2 separate regions of the Macaca mulatta genome follow, and region 1 is linked to region 2. The links are chromatin contacts, called in public Hi-C maps. All regions are on one chromosome and are shown on one strand. The core of a region is the stretch at or near the end of the contact, and the rest is flanking DNA. Distances in the headings are between cores, read along the strand shown. Region 1 holds the start of ZNF585B (zinc finger protein 585B). Region 2 holds the start of TBCB (tubulin folding cofactor B).

The links. Hi-C and Micro-C count contacts between places; a contact is called where the count stands out from the background.
Region 1: a contact with region 2 is called in a Hi-C map of liver, with 6 times the contacts expected there. The contact joins the promoter of ZNF585B here to the promoter of TBCB in region 2. A contact is called at or near these places in 2 of 14 Hi-C or Micro-C datasets (cortical neurons and liver).

What each region holds. Positions count from the first base shown.
Region 1 is chr19:48,356,372-48,360,421 of T2T-MMU8v2.0, reverse strand. It overlaps ZNF585B (zinc finger protein 585B), which reads left to right and starts at 2,120. Exons shown (of 5, transcript XM_077982393.1): 1 at 2,120-2,149. The region is part of intron 1 of ZNF875 (zinc finger protein 875); the gene reads right to left. The region is part of intron 1 of ZNF383 (zinc finger protein 383); the gene reads right to left. LOC144337446 (a long non-coding RNA gene) reads left to right here and starts at 3,607. Exons shown (of 2, transcript XR_013410609.1): 1 at 3,607-4,050.
Region 2 is chr19:47,370,179-47,374,607 of T2T-MMU8v2.0, reverse strand. It overlaps TBCB (tubulin folding cofactor B), which reads right to left and starts at 2,533. Exons shown (of 6, transcript XR_003725091.2): 1 at 2,386-2,533; 2 at 1,875-2,018. It overlaps POLR2I (RNA polymerase II subunit I), which reads left to right and starts at 2,719. Exons shown (of 6, transcript NM_001266627.1): 1 at 2,719-3,233; 2 at 3,318-3,372; 3 at 3,607-3,680; 4 at 3,768-3,842; 5 at 3,951-4,002; 6 at 4,202-4,309. The coding sequence starts at 3,175. The coding sequence ends at 4,264. It overlaps OVOL3 (ovo like zinc finger 3), which reads right to left. Exons shown (of 4, transcript XM_015123733.3): 4 at 4,308-4,429. The coding sequence ends at 4,358.

The DNA of each region.
Region 1 (4,050 bases), core at 871-3,370, 990 kb before region 2:
TGCCTTGGCCTCGCAAAGTGCTGGAATTACAGATGTGAGCCACCTCACCCAGCCTTTTTTTTTTTTTTTTTTTAAGAGACAAGGTCTTGCTCTGTCACCCAGGCTGGAATGCAGAGGTATGATCATGGCTCACTGCAGCGTCAAACTCCCAGACTTAAGCATCCTTCCGCTTAGGCCTTCTGAGTAGCTGGGACTATCGGTGTGCACCACTACACCTGGCTAATTGGAAAAAAAAAATTATAGAGAGGGGGTTTAGCTATGTTGCCCAGTCTACTCAAACTCCTGGCCTCAAGTAATCCTCCCACCATGGTCTCCCAAAGTGCTGGGATTACAGGCATGAGCCACCACAACAGCTGTGTCATCCCAACCCCTCTCTGGGCCTGATCATGTAAAGAGGGCTTGCATTCCTCAGATAAAAAGTTTCTTTTCTTTTTCAACACTATGCGAAGTGAGATAAGCCAGACCAAAAGGACAAATATTGTATGAATCCACTTATATGAGGTGCCTAGAATAGGTGTATTCATAGAGACAGAAAGTAGAATTGAAGTTACGTACGTATAACCTCGTGAGGTTATATGAGGTACGTGATAAAGCCTCTATACTTAAAACAGTGTACTATTTGTGTGTGGTCAGAGAGACAGACCAAGGGAGGATGATGGGAAATATAGAAGTAAACATCCACAGCCAGGCGCGGTGGCTCACGCCTGTAATCCCAGCACTTTGGTAGGCCGAGATGGGTGGATCACCTGAGGTCAGGAGTTCAAGACCAACCTGGCCAACATGATGAAACCCCGTCTCTACTAAAAATACAAAGAATTCGTTGGGCGTTGTGGCACGCGCCTGTCATCCCAGCTACTCAGGAGGCTGAGGCAGGAGAATCGCTTGAACCTGGGAGGCAGAGGTTGCAGTGAGCCAAGATCGAACCACTGCACTCCAGCCTGGAGCAAAACTCCGTCAAAGAAAGAAAGAGAGAGAGAGGGAGGGAGGGAGGAAGGTCCACATAGATGCTTAGTATTTGATAACGGCAGCAGCTCAAATCACCACAGTCACATCATAAAGTTTTATGCAGCCGGTACACACATAGCAGAAAAAAAAAATGTCATCTCTACAGAATGACATTAATTCTAGAATATATAAAAAAATGGAAAGTATAGAACAGTATAACATAGTTTGTCTAAAAAAAGAAAAGGAAATCAGATTAGACATAAGCATTTGTTTATATGCACTAAAAAAAGAAAAGATAGCAAAAAAGAAGTATTGGAAACGTGAACCGGAAACAATACCTATAGTGGTAACCTATAGTGATTGGGGTGGCGGGGGGAGTGAGACTTGATATGTCTTTTTATACAGTTGCATAGGAAAAACAAACTGGTTTTTAAAAATATACTCTCACAACACTCAATACTTCCAGAATGTTTCATTTCTAACACAAAATATGTGGAGTTTTTCTGACACAGCTTCTCCAACCCTCCCTGCCTGGGTGTCCTACAATTGAATTCAAGTCTGACACTAACCTGAGTCAGCACAGACCTTACAGGTTAATTGCTCAGTCCCACAAGACTGCCCACCTCTTCAGATGCCAATGACAACTACTAAGTCACCTGATTACCAACAACTGTCTAGTTTGCCTGAAAATTAGAGGTTCCCATCATCCCCTTCTTGGATTTGATTCTACCAAACTTTTCAGGGAGAACAAATTCCAATATTTCTCAAACTAATCCAAAAAAATTGAAGGGGAAGGAATTTTTCCAAACTGATTCTGTGAGGCCAGCACCACCCTTATACTAAAACCAGACAAGGACAGAAGAAAGAGAAAACTACAGGCCAAGATCTCTGATAAACACAGATGCAAAAATCCTCAACAAAATACTAGCAAACCAAATCCGATAGCACGTCAAAAAGATTATATACATGATGATCAAGTGGGATTTATCCCAGGGAAGCAAAGATGGTTTAACATATGCAAATTAATACATGCAATACATCACATTAACAGAATGAAGGACAAAAATCATATGGTCATCACAATAGAAACAGAAAAAGCATTTGACAAAATTCAACATCTCTTTGCAATTAAAACAACAACAACAACAAAAAAAACTCCCTGGCCAGGCACAGTGGCTCACGCCTATAATCCCAGCTCTTTGGAGTCTCCCTCTGTCACCAGGCTGGAGTGCTGTGGCTCCATCTCAGCTCCCTGCAACCTCCACGTCCCGGGTTCAAGTGATTCTACTGCCTCAGCCTCCAAAGTAGCTGGGACTACAGGCGTGTGCCACCACACCCAGCTAATTTTTGTATTTTCAGTAGAGACAGGGTTTCACCATGTTGGCTAGGATGGTCTCGATCTCCCCACTGAGATGATCCACCTGCCTCGGCCTCCCAAAGCGTTGGGATTACAGGCGTGAACCACGTGTCTGGCCAAGGCTATTATTATTTTTATTGTTGCTGCCTGCTATAGCCATGCTTGAGGTAGCTAGGGTGGATGCTGATGGAGATTAAGGGGATTAAAATATCTATACCTCCCAAAGCCTCCTACGAGCCATTTCAAAGGGGATGCTTAGACTTCTAACCCCTCTTCCATGGTATCTCCTAGGAGAGGATTGTACTAACCCAACTTCTAACCTATTTCCTAATGTGTTTTCAACTATTAAAAATTGTACCTCCCTTCCTGCAGGATACTATCTATTGTGACATAACTCCCTCTTGCCTAGTGGTTTCACCCAGGAGTGAACTCGGATCCCAATCCACCCTTCTGAGTGGTGTCTCCAAAAAATAGATTGTACGATCCTAATGCCTCCTCTTATCTTCCTTATTTCTCTCAGGATCCCTGGCTTCCTTGTTCCCCCATGGTTTCTTCTAGGGAATCATTGTTTTCTGCAGTGTGCCCTAACCAAGGGCTAACTTAGCTATTATAAATATAACAGCCGGACGCGGTGGCTCACGCCTATAATCCCAGCACTTTGGGAGGCCGAGGTGGGCGGATCATTTGAGGGCAGGAGTTCGAGACCAGCCTGACCAACATGGTGAAACCACGTCTCTACTACAAACACAAAAAATTAGCTGGGTGTAGTGGCGCTTGCCTGTAATCCCAGCTACTCGGGAGGCGGAGGCAGGAGAATCGCTTGAACCTGGGAGGCAGAGGTTGCAGTGAGCCGAGATGGCGCCAGTGCACTCCAGCCTAGGCAAGACTCCGTATTAAAAAAATTAAATAAATACATAAATAAATAAAGCTCCAGATCCTATCTTCAGGAACGTCTTCTTCTTGGGTATAAGCGTGGCCAAACTATGGTAACAGTCTTGCATTCTACGTGAAAATCCTTGCCTTACTCTAGTCAACCCTGCAAGAGGCGGACTCCTCCACTGTACGGAATCGATACGCATCCAAGATGGCGGCCCACACGAATAAACACCATAAGGGCGCGGTTATATTCTCTGCCCGATAGCTCCGATTACGGAAACTGCACGATGTCTCTAAAGATGTGTCTGCGCCCTGTTGACTGTGGGCGGAAATTGCTTCCAAGTTAATTTGGAGCATGCGCAATATCAACAGACCACAAGGGGAAGTGCTAGAAGTCGGACCGGAAGTGGAAGTGGTCCCCGAGGGCTAGTTCGCCGCTGGTGTCAGGAGTATTTTCACGTTTTATTGCCAAGAGGTCTCTGTGATGATTTTGGTTGGTTGCAATTAGGAATTCTGTGAAGTCAGTAATAGAGGAGTTGTCTGTGGAATTAGTGATGGTGGTTTCGGGGCTCGGTGATGGGGGTCTGTGACGTCCGTTGATGGTTGTCTGTGACAGGGATTTCTCGGGTCATTGATGGGCCTCTTTGGGATCAGTGATTGGTGTTTAGGAGTCAGTGAGGGGAGTCTGTGGTCAGTGACTGAGAGCCTGCAGGATCAGCTATGGTGATCGGTGAGGACTGTGATCAGCTTGCTTTCTGACCTGAGTTAAAAGTTCAGTTCTTTCAGTTTCAGCCTGTAATATAAAGGTGAACAAGTTTTGATGTGTAGCAGTTTCCTATTGTTCAAATCTAAGTGTTTAAAATTTTTTTCCA
Region 2 (4,429 bases), core at 1,284-3,783:
ACTAAAGAGAAGTGGTGGCTCACGCCTGTAATCCCAGCATTTCGGGAGGCTGAGGCGGGTGGATCACCTGAGGTCAGGAGTTCGAGACCAGCCTGACTAACATGGTGAAACACCATCTCTAATAAAAATACAAAAATTAGCTGGTCGTAGTGGCGGGCACCTGTAATCCCAGCTACTTAGGAGGCTGAGGCAGGAGAATCGCTTGAACCGAGGAGGCAGCGGTTGCAGTGAGCCGAGATCACACCACTGCACTCTAGCCTGGGGGACAAAGCAAGACTCCATCTCAAAAATAAATAAATTCTACCCTGAAGCTAAGTTTTCTCTTCTGCAAAATGGGGATAATTACATTATCCTTGCGGTCTTACTTTATGGATTCAATTCATCATTCAACAATGATTCACAGGGCTGGGCCAGGTGGCTCACGCCTGTAATCCCAGCACTTTGTGAGGCCAAGGTGGGCGGATCACTTGAGGTCAGGAGTTCAAGACCAGCCTGGCCAATATGGTAAAACCCCGTCTCTACTTAAAATACAAAATTACAAAATTAGCCGGGTGTGGTGGTGCACACCTATAATCCCAGCTACCAGGGCGGCTGAGGCAGGATAATAGCTTGAACCCAGGAGGCAGAGGTTGCAGTGAGCTGAGATCGCACCACTGGATTCCAGCCTGGGGAACAAGGGCCGGAAACTCTGTCTCAAACAAAACAAAACAAAAAACGATTCACGGACTATCCTCCCTGTCCCAGGCACTGTTCCAAGTACTGGGGACACAGCAGTGAATTATAGTGATCAAAATTTCTGCCCTCAGGGCAATCGAATCCGGGGAGGCAGAGAGTAAATAAACCAGATGAGAGAAATCCAGAGTGTGTCAGAGGGGAATCATTGGTAAACACAAAAATCTAAAATAAAGCAAAGAAGGGAAAAAGAATGAGGTGAACATTAACACTGAGGCCAGTGAAGGCTTCGCTAGAATGGTGACACTTTAAGACAGGAAGGAAGGGTGAGGCACGCAGGCATATGACAAAAGAACCATTCAAGTAGAGGATCCAGAGGCAGTGCTCACCTGGGATGTGCAAAGAGCAATGTGGCTGCTACAGACTGAGTGAGGTGGGGAGGGAATAAGGACAGAAAGGGGCCGGGCTTGGTAGTTCACGCCTGTAATCCCAGCACTTTGGTAGGCCAAGGTGAGCTGATCACTCGAGGTCAGGAGTTCCAGACCAGCTTGGCCAACATGGCGAAAACCCGTCTCTACTAAAAATACAAAAATTAGCTGGGTGGGCGCCTGTAATCCCAGCTACTTGGGAGGCTGGGGCATGAGGATCGCTTGAACCCAGGAGGTGAAGGTTGCAGTGAGCCCAGATCGTGCCACTGCACTCCACTCCAGACTGGGCGACAGAGTGAGACACTGGCTCAAAAAAAAAAAAAAAAAAGACAGAAAAGACGTGGTGAGCGGATGCACAAAGTCCTCTGTGTTCTGGCTTATCCCAAGCTGTCCAGCCTGGTCGCTCACTGCGACCTACCTGACATTCTAGGCCTCTGTACCCCCTGCTCCCTCCTTTCCACCTCTTTCTCTTAAGTCACCCTTTCCTCATCCCTCAGCTCAGACATCCCTTCCTCCAGGAAGCCCTCTCTGATTGTCCCAGGTGGTCAGGCACCTCTCCTGGGTGGCCCCAGCCCCCTGGGATTTCCTGATCCCAGCCCAAACCACTCTAGGCTATTCCTGTCTAAAGATGGGTCTGTCACTCCTCAGGCTGCACTGGAGGCTCCACGGGGGCAGGACCTATCTTGCATATGACTGAGGGCAAAGTCCAGCAAGTGCCTGTTGAATAGCCAAATGAATGGTGGGGCGGGGAAGTGTCCCAGGTAGAGTCCTCACGTGGATGCGGCAGCCGTCATCTACAGGGTAGGAGCCCAGTAGCGCATCCTCTTGATCCAGCTTGCTGTAGAACTTGTCATCAACACCATACAGCTCCAGTTCCATGCAGGAAGCAGGGCTGCCCACCAGCAACTCCAGTTTACACTGCGAGGAGGAGGCAGGGTGAGGAGAAGGAGGCCAGGGGCCCCGCCCCTTGCATCAATGACCATCGCCACGTCCCTGTTCCTCCAAAATACCCCCCAGTCAGGACGCACGGGGCCGCACTCCGGCCCCTCGCCTCTTGCCCCCGCCCTCTGGACCGTCGGATTTTTCGCTGGACCCGCCCCTCGTCTCTTCACTCTCGGGTTCTCTCCGGACCCGCTCCGCCGCGACCGAGTTCCCAGACTCCGCAGCCTGGGATCACCTCCAGGGCCGCCCAGTCGTTCCCCGGTCCCTCCCCGCCTCCCCATTTGGGGAACCCCCCCATTTCTTCTTCGCCCCGCCCCTCCGGACCCCGCCCCTATGGCCACACCTTGAACTCAGCGATGGTGAGGCTGCGGCTGTACCGCTTCTCTGAGCGGAAGGTGTTGAGGGAGCTGCTGATGAAAACGGTCACCGTGGGTGCCGACACCCCCGTCACCTCCATCTTGCCGCGCCCTGCCGGGGCCTGCAGCGCGGTCGCTCCGCAGCCGCCACCGCCGCCGCTGCTGGGATATCAGCCCCGCCTCCTGTTCCGGGCCTGACCAATCCGCGCTCTCCTGCCAGGAGCGTCCGCCAATCGCCCCCGTCCCTTCCCCACCGCCAGAAAGAGGGTTCTCCTTATTCCTAGGCTAGCCCAGCCAATCCAGAGAGGCCTTCCATAGTTCACGGTTCTTCCAATAGCGACCGGGAAAGGACCACAGCAAGCGGCGAAGACTGAAGCCGGGAGGGAGGACTGGCAAGAGCTCTCTCAGTGCGCGAAGGGCAACTCGCGCATGCGCGCTGGCCTTCAACCAAGTCAAGCGCCATGGCTTCTTTCCTGGGTGCTCAGCGTTTTGCGGCTTACAGTGCGCATCGTTTTCCTGGCTCTGGCACTCAGATCCATACTATTCTGTAAACTAAGGCGGCGATGCCCAAAAATTGGAAGCAATTACTCTAGGATATCAAAAGATTGACGCAAGCCATGAAACCTCTGCGCGGAGAGAGCCGCGCCCAAGGCCGCGGGTAGCCAGCACGTGTGCGCAGCTCCGCCCACTTTTGGCGAAGCACCTAGGCCTGGCCCCTCCCGCGACCTGTAGCGCGGCGGAGCAAGCGCAGAAGGTTGGGCGGGCTGCGCGTCGCCATGGAGCCCGACGGGACCTACGAACCGGGCTTCGTGGGTATTCGCTTCTGCCAGGAATGGTGAGGCGGAGGGAGCGGGTGATGTTAGAAAGGGGGCGAGGAATGGCTCCAGGACTAACCCCTGGCACGTCCCCCTCCCCGTAGTAACAACATGCTGTACCCCAAGGAAGACAAGGAGAACCGCATTCTGCTATACGCGGTGAGCGCTCGGGTCTTCCCCGTCCGGTCCACACAAGTGGCCCCGCCCTGCCCCCTGCCTCTGTGACCGGATTCCCTGTTCGCCCCCCGCTGCACCCCAAGTGATCCTGACTCTCCTGCCCATCACCAAAGACAGTCCTGTCGTCATACCCTCCGGGATCACCCTGCCCTCTCCTCCCAGTCTTATCTGGAATCCCGCCATGACTCCCTTACCCCCACACTCGCCCTCTGGCAGTGCCGGAACTGTGATTACCAGCAGGAGGCCGACAACAGCTGCATCTATGTCAACAAGATCACGCACGAAGTGGAGTGAGTGGCGGGCCCTGAGCTGGGGGCGGGGGTGTTGGCTCTGGAGGCTGGGTCGGAGAGTCATTTTGCACCCCCACGTGCCTGCAGCGAACTGACCCAGATTATCGCCGACGTGTCCCAGGACCCCACGTTGCCGCGGACCGAGGACCACCCGTGCCAAAAGTGAGCGCTCAGCTGGTACTGGGGAGATAAAGTGAGGCTCGTTCTCACTGGGCGAAGGGAGGAGGGAAGGTTGCCAAGCTTCCAGTGACCGAGCTCCCACCCCCTCAGGTGTGGCCATAAGGAGGCTGTGTTCTTCCAGTCGCACAGTGCCCGGGCCGAGGTAAGTGGCACGAGGGCTTCTTAAGTATCTGGGGCTTATTTGGTCCTTCCCCGGGGCGGGGATATCAATATGGGTGACCCAGCGCTTCTTGGAACTCTGGGCCGGACCCTTACGTATTGGTGAAGTTCTCTTGCCTGTTCTTTTGGGGTGAGGCGCTCCTGGGTCCAAACCCTTCCTAACCATGCATCATTTCTGCCAGGATGCTATGCGCCTGTACTACGTGTGCACAGCCCCACACTGTGGCCACCGCTGGACCGAGTGACCTCCCCTCTCCCCCGAGTGTAATAAACACCAGATTCCATGCGTGAGTTTCCTGTGTTTATTTGCCTCTTGGGGAGGACGCTGGCACACCGTATCAGGCTGCGCGGTGCAGGGCGCGGTGCTGTGCGTAGGTGTCCGGCCGGGAGCTGGTGAAGCCGCAGTCCTC